2 separate regions of the Sus scrofa genome follow, and region 2 is linked to region 1. Evidence: chromatin contacts called from public Hi-C data. All regions are on one chromosome and are shown on one strand. Each heading gives the region's core, a stretch centred on a gene start, on an enhancer-like site or on the middle of the called end of the contact. The rest is flanking DNA. Distances are from core to core; before and after follow the strand shown.

Region 1 (3,709 bases), core at 97-2,596:
ACACACGTACCAACACATACACCCACGCTCACATATTCCTCGTGACAAGGGCCCCCAGCTTGCACAGAAGGTCCGCGTGAGGGTAGGAAATTAATCTTAACGTGGGACGTGTCACCTGAGAGCTTCCCGACATTAGCTCCAAGTCCCCAGATCGCCCTGCTCTTCCTGCTCTGGCTGTAAAGTTTCCAGAAATGTATATTTTTCAGTACAACCACGAAAAGCTATTGCTACAGTCTTGAATTGTCACAGTTAAGAGTGGGGAGCCCCCAGAATTTGTCCACTACCACTGCTATGACCTTGACCCAAACCTACAGCTCCTATAAAAGGTCAGTAGTAATAGATAATCTGAAGGATCAATAAGGGCCATAATTATAAAAATACTCAGGAGTTCCCATCGTGGCACAGTGGTTAACGAATCCGACTAGGAACCATAAGCTTCCGGGTTCGACCCCTGGCCTTGCTCAGTGGGTTAAGTATCCGGTGTTGCCGTGAGCTGTGGTGTACGTTGCAGACGTGGCTTGCATCCCATGTCGCTGTGGCTGTGGCTTAAACCGGAGGCTACAGCTCTGATTAGACCCCTAGCCTGGGAACCTCCATATGCAGCGGGCGTAGCCCTAGAAAAGACAAAAGAAATAAAAATTAAACTAAAATAAAAATAAAAATACTCAAATGTGAGGAAATAGTATACTCAAGCCAGTTTTGTTCCCTAAAGGAACAAGTCTTTACTTTAAGGAAAAATGATAGGAAAATAGGATTTCGCAGGGAGACATAGGCTTTATAAATAGTCTATAGGATGCACTTGTCTTTAGGGAGGTAGAGAAACACTTGAATTACGGCCAAGAGGAAAGGGCCAGGGGAATTGATCCTTGCCACACCCATCCTGCTCACCCTAACGTGTCCACAAACCCTAATGGAGAAACAGAATGACGCAAAGTTACCCCACAATGTCAGAAAATTAAGGAAGTGGCGCTTCCCCCACTGCTCACCTTTCTCAGGGCAGGTCCTTGGCCATAAAGCCTCTCACCAGGTCGGGGGTCCTCTCCCCAGGGTGGACGCATGGGCTGGGGTGGGGGACCGATGGTGATGGTGGAGGCTTCCTGGGCAGAGCGACAGCAGCAGCATTGGGTCCTGAGAACCGCAGGGCCCCAGGAGAGATTTGGGGGTGCTGAGCTCAGCAGCACCTCCCTCTCCAAGGCAGCACAGACTCAGAGGCGGGTGGCTCCCCTTCAGCTCTGTCTCTTCCTCCGCCTGAGCTCTCAGGAAAGCCAAGGGGGCCCCAGGGAGGGAGTGTCTTTAAGTGCAGCCACAAAAGCCAAGAGGCTGGGCCCAGAAGCAGGAAGCAGCTGGTGTCTGTGGCTGGCGGGGAGAAGAGGAGCTTGACAGCTGGCGATGGAGGAGGGCCTTCCCCAACCATGGGGCACCTACTACGCTTCAGGGGCCTGGCAGAGGTGGACTGCACCTGCTAGGGGTTTCATCACTACATGAGGAGTTCCTGTTGTGGCTCAGTGGGTTAAGGACTTGACCAGTATCCACAAGGATTCAGGTTCGATCCCTGACCTTGCTCAGAGGGTTAAGGATCTGGCGTTGCCTTGAGCTGCAGCATAGGCCACAGACACCACTTGGATCGTGGCTAGGGCATAGGCTGGCAGCTGCAACTCTGATTCGACCCCTAGCTGGCACCTTCCATAGGCCGTAGGTGGGGCCCTAAAATGAAAAAAAATCACTGCATGATCCACCCAGCAAAGGGACGGACTGCACATGAGAAGCAGTGAGGGGAGGGCGAGGGCACACGGAGGGCCGAGAGCCTCTGGTTTCCCTTCCACAGAAGCGTGGGTGAGGCCGGCATCTGAGGTGGGACCCCGCAGTGTCTGGCCCCGCCTTCCCCTACACCAGGACTCCCCACACGGCGCCCTCCTGCCCGCCTCTAGGGAAGCTGCCCCAGGGTGGCCTGACCTTCCAGGGGCCAAGGGAGCTGGACCGGCATGTCCCAGGGCATCCCACCACCCCAGGACCACTGTCCCCAGACAAGGTGATGGCCACAACAAGCTCTTCTGCTTAGGCCTGGACGTGCTGTGGTCGAGACAGAGAAGAAGGAGAAGCTGGGGGAGAGCAGGTGGGTGGCTGTCCCAGCCAGAGGCCTGAGAGCCCTCCGTGTCCCAGCCAGAGGCCTCCTGGAGGCTTCCTGTCCCCTCCTCCCAGGTGCCTGGACAGGAATTGAGACCTGCAGAGCCCACTGGGCAGCAATAGGGGTAGGGGTGGGGGGCTCAGCAGGGGCGGTCCCCCCCGGGGCTGCTCCTGGCTCTCAGTGTCACTCACAGTGACTGGGGCCCTGGAGTAGGAGGGGGGCTCTTCAAAGTCATTCTTTCATCCCCAGCTTTCTCCACGCCCCCTCCCACACTCCCTCATTCAAGACCAGCTCAAGCCATCTTCTCAGAAGACCCCTGCCCCACCTTCTCCAAGCCCCTCTTGTGCCTCTGTCCCCCGCAGTGCCTATTACTGCATTTTATCTCCTAAGCCACCCACGTGTCACCTGGTCACAGGAAGATGAAAGCAGGGATCACACCGGGCCCCCCTTGCCCCAGGCTCACGTGCCCACTGCACTTCCAGCGGGAGGGAGACTGATTGGAGATGGATCCAGAGAAAACCAGGCCACCCGGGCCTCTCTCATCCTCTTTGCCCAACTCCACTCCCAGGGAGCAGAAAGGACCAGAACGTAAAAGGATGCGAGCCCATTAAATCCAGCCCACTGAGCCCGAAGACACGAGTGTGTCCCCTAAGTTACCTCTCAACCAAAACTAGGTTCAAGCGGAGGCCAGGGGTCTGCACGCCAGGATGGGGAAGGAGCAACGTCATCAACAGCCCCCTCCCCACTCCCCAGGAACCACAAGCAGGGCAGGTGCCCACAGGGGCAGTCTTGTCCCAGCACTGGACTCCAGGGTCTCTGCTGAAATCCCTCCAGGGAGCGGGGCTGAGGGTGCAGGGTGGGGGAGGGGAGCCGGCCTCAGAGGACCCCTGACGGTGACAATGGGGTCAGGAGAGCAGGGAGGCCCCAAGCTGCATTCCTGCTGCTTGAGTGCCCTTGTGCCGTCGGTCGCTCCATCTGTGAAATGGGACTATTACTACTCACCGTGCCCCCTTCCTGGGAGGCTTAAAACAAGACCGGCCATGTGAATAAGCTGGTATATGCTTTAAGTCCCTGCTTCTGCAACACCCACCCTGTACAAGGCTCATTTCTACGCCTCGCATCTCAGGAAGATGAGGTAACTTACTTGCAAGACCCTGCATCTGTCCCTAGTAAAGGCCTAACTTCTGCTCAGCTGACCATGACTCAAAGGGCAGTGACCACAAAGGGGAGGGAGAGAGTGGCTTCGAGAAGGTGGCAGAAGGCACCCAAACTCCTTGACCCAGGAGCATGATGGGGAAGAGGGGGTTGAGCAACTGAGGCCACGGGAACCCAAACTGATAAACTTGTTAGGGAGTCCCCGGTTCTCCCTCCCCATCAGGGCCCCCACTTCTGCTCCCTCCTCCCTCCCAAGGGCAGCCCCAGGCAAAGGCCGACACAGTCCATGCTTCTCCTGCCCCTATGCTGACACGGGGGTGGGGATGGGGTTGAACCAGCAAGTGATTCCTTCAAAGACCTCTGGTAATCAGCTTTGAGGGGCACATTTGGCCTTGAGCTTGGAGGTGTGAGTTTCATTCTGAGGATGAC
Region 2 (3,674 bases), core at 493-2,992, 84 kb after region 1:
TACAGCTGCCGGCCTGCACCACAGCCACAGCAACGTGGGATCTGAGCCACACCTGCGACCTACACCACAGCTCATGGTGGATCTTAACCCACGGAGCAGGGCCACGGATCGAACCCGTGTCCTCATGGATACTAGTGGGGTTCATTTCCACTGAGCCACACCTTGGGTTTAACTATTATCACTCTTCCCGGCCTCTCACTTTTACTTCCACTATGCTTTGCTCTCTGATGACCCAGATCACCCCACAAAGGCAAAGGGATCCCTGGGGTCTATGTCCTGGGTCTCAGGGGTCAGCACAGAGGATTGGCACCCATTGAAGGAGGACCCCCATTTCTTGCCAACCCCCAGACCCCAGCTCCCCACTCACCAGGCAGCCCCAGGCCCAGCAGGACGCTGTAGTAGATGACAGGGATGACACCGGCCACACATGGGGACCTCCCTGGGATCTCTGGCCAATGGCCTTCAAACTCCTGGCTCAGCCCACTGCCATTGGCGGTAGGCAGCAGGGTCGCTCGAGGCTGGCCAGCTAGGAAGGGCAGAAGTGGGGGTTAGAGCCTTCGGTCTCTTTCCAGCCTGGCCTGGCAGCAGCCCCCCCCCCCGCCCCCCGACCCTGACCCCGACCCTGAGGCCTTTATTCACCCCTGCTCTGGGCCGGCCCCCGGTCAGGCCTGGCCAAAGGGTAATTGCTATTGTCAAGTCCCCTCCATCCCAGGCCATGGCTCAGTGGCCTGGCTCCCCCATGAATGGGAGGAAGGACTCGGTGGGCGTTTCTTGTTGTCAGAGCCATTTCTCGATCTCATTGCTCCCCGTGGATCTTAAGGCTGGAAAGCAGATCCCTAAAATGGGCTGCTAGTCACTGGTGGGGGTGGGGATGGAGGTGGGGCACTTGTGAAATACAGGTTCCTGAGCCTCGCTCCAGGCAGTCTGAGCCAGAGAGTCCGGACTGGGGCTTGAGCAGCTATGGTTTTTAAAGCATCCTGGGTGATTTGAACCACAGGCAGCTGCGTGGCTTTACCAAATGGCAGCCCATCTTTAAGGAGAGATGTTAACGGAGTTCCCGTCACGGCTTAGCAGTAATGAACCCGACTAGTACCCATGAGGACTCAGGTTCGATCCCTGGCCTCACTCAGTGGGTTAAGGATCTGCTGTGATCTGTGGTGTGGGTTGAAGATGCAGCTTGGATTTGGCATTGCTGTGGCTGTGGCTGTGGTGTAGGCCGGCAGCTGCATCTCTGATTCGACCCTAGCCTGGGAACTTCCATATGCGGCAGGTGTGGCCCTAAAAACAAAAACAAACAAAAAACAAAAAAGGAGAGATGTTACTAAGTTCCCCTCCTTTAGATGATAAAGAACTTCCTCCTCTAATGCTCTTGGAGCTGGGACGGCCCTGGCTTTCTGATGGGGAAGCTGAGTCCAGGAGGTAGGGTGACCTGCCTGCCATCACACGCAGCTGGCTGGTGGCCAGTCTGGGATAAAGACCAGCCACATGCTCTGGTCCTGCCCGCCTCAGCCCACGCTTTAGGATTTGGGGTTTCACCTTCCGACTTTGATTTCCCCCAGCAGCTTCAAGCTCCCCGCCCTGGGCTCTAGGTTTCTTACTGGCCCTTCCGCCTTTCTCACCCCTTCCACCCCCGACCTAGAGGCTTTACCTGTGCCTTGTCCCGTAAGCCTCATGCTCCTGGGTCCTGAGTCTTGGGTCACCCTGTGGCTTTTTCTGGGGGTCCCTGCAGCTCTCTCTCAGCATTGCCAGCTCTCCACGATTCTTCCAGCAGCACTGAGCCAGCGGTCAGCGCCTGAGAGGTGGGGTGGTGGGAGGGGGGAGGAGGAGGAAGGAGAGGGTGGGGCTGAGGTGGAGGGAATAAGCCTGTAATGCAGATGCTGCCTGGAGCAAAGGATCGCGAGAGGGCACAGGCAGGGAAGGGGAGAGGCTGGGAGGGGGACCCGGGGGAGGAGGTGGCCTCGGGGCTCTGGTGGGGCTGCCTTGGGCTCCAAGGGCACTGGGCTCAGGCTGACAGTCACACCCTGGGGGCAAGGACCTTGGGGACAGAAGGATTTCCAGAGCTGATTCTACTAATTTTAGAGAGTGGGGGAAACCAGTGCCAGGGGAGGAGAGGTGAGGCTGCCATGGGCAGGACCCCCTTCTGGAGAGAGGACTCAGGGGCCAAGTTTGAAGGAGTCAGTCCTGTGGTGGCTGTGGGCTATGGGCCAAGGAGGCTACCCAGGGGGCTGCTGGCTTGGAAGCATGGCAGGAAGCCATGTGCAATGCCCGCCAGGACCACCAGGAGAAGCCTCCCAGGCTGCCAGCCATGCTGGGAAGGCAAGACCCAGTGCCCTACCCCCGCAAGCTATTGTTTTCCTGGTGAAACGGACCATCCTTCATGGAAAATCAGTCACTGGCAAATAAACACCACCTAGTGTAGCCAACACTCTGGAGAGGCTGGGATCTGCTTCTGGCCAGTTGCCCCACCCCACGAGGGGAAGAGTGACCAGTGCAGCCCACAGTGGGCGCCAGGGACACTGTGTGGATTTTCTCCAGGGAGAGTTGAGGCCCAGCCTGGTATCGCTTGCCCCGCTTGCCCTCTGGGAATGTTGCTGAGTGGGTTTCTAGGCCCCCTCCGTTACATCCCACCTCTGGGGCTAGAGCTCTCTGAAATCCCAGCCCCACCTCCACACCCAGTTGGGGGACTCACAGAGGCCTTGCTGCCCCCTGGTGGCCAGGTCCTGACTCTGCAGGCTTCCGAGAGTCACTGGCTTTAGCCAAGTCACCTGGACAACAGGCAGTACCCACTCAGGTCCCCAGGCAGAGTGTCTGGGACTCCAGCCCCAGAGAAGGCAAGGAATTCCCCAACCTGCAACCCCCCTGCAGCAGGAGACTGTGGGTGAGCAAGGGGCCGCTTACAGCCTGATGTGAATCTCTGCCAACATTTCCCAGGACCTCCCCTGTCCTCCATGTGCCACCCTACTGGCAGCCCTGCAGGCTCAATCCAGTTACATCCGTTTCACACAAGAGGGAATCGAGGCTCAGAGAAGTCCAGCAACTAGGCTAAAGCCACAGAGCTAGTAAGTGGGGGTTGGAATCCAAACTCAGGTTTGTCCTTTCCCTAGAGCAGGTGGCTGGTCACTGCCTCCCACCATCTTCTGCCGAAGAGCAGGTGCTCAGCCCGCCAGAGGCCACTGTGAGCTCAGGCTTTATAGAGGAGGGGGAGTGGGTCAGGCACCCAGCACTCCAGCTGGCGGAAGAGCGTGATGCCGAGGCAGAACAGTGGGTGTGGCACCGGGGGATAGCCTGGTTTCAGGGGCAGCTTACAATACTGAGTCAGTGACTTCAGGGAACGATTCCTTCCTGCTATATATATATATTTTTTTTTTCTTTTTAGGGCCACACCCATGGCATATGGTGGTTTCCAGGCTAGGGGTCAAATTGGACCCCTAAGTGTAGGCCGGCAGCTACATCTCTAATTGGAGCTCTAACCTGGGAACCTCCATATACCATGGGTGCAGCACGAAAAAGACAAAATATATATATATATGAATAACAAGTTAGAACTAGTAAGGGGCGGGACTTCTTAGAGATGGGGAGTTTGGGGGAACCCTCCTGAGTCTTCTTAGTAACCTGGAGCCTCCCTGATCTCTGCACACTTGAAATGCCACTCATCTAATTCTAGAAGGTAGATC

Evidence for each region. Hi-C and Micro-C count contacts between places; a contact is called where the count stands out from the background.
Region 2: a Hi-C map of epiblast stem cells shows a contact between it and region 1, with 3 times the contacts expected there. The contact joins the promoter of GPR142 here to the promoter of CD300A in region 1. A contact is called at or near these places in 5 of 5 promoter capture datasets (fetal liver, fetal skeletal muscle, liver and 1 more), 33 of 47 Hi-C or Micro-C datasets (adipose tissue, alveolar macrophages, blood and 16 more) and 2 of 2 datasets of contacts at active chromatin or transcription factors (alveolar macrophages and skeletal muscle).

Annotation. Positions count from the first base shown.
Region 1 is chr12:6,679,983-6,683,691 of Sscrofa11.1, forward strand. CD300A (CMRF35-like molecule 8) reads right to left here and starts at 1,347. Exons shown (of 8, transcript XM_021066678.1): 1 at 987-1,347.
Region 2 is chr12:6,763,722-6,767,395 of Sscrofa11.1, forward strand. GPR142 (probable G-protein coupled receptor 142) reads right to left here and starts at 1,743. Exons shown (of 4, transcript XM_021066682.1): 1 at 1,702-1,743; 2 at 1,649-1,700; 3 at 368-526. The coding sequence starts at 1,743.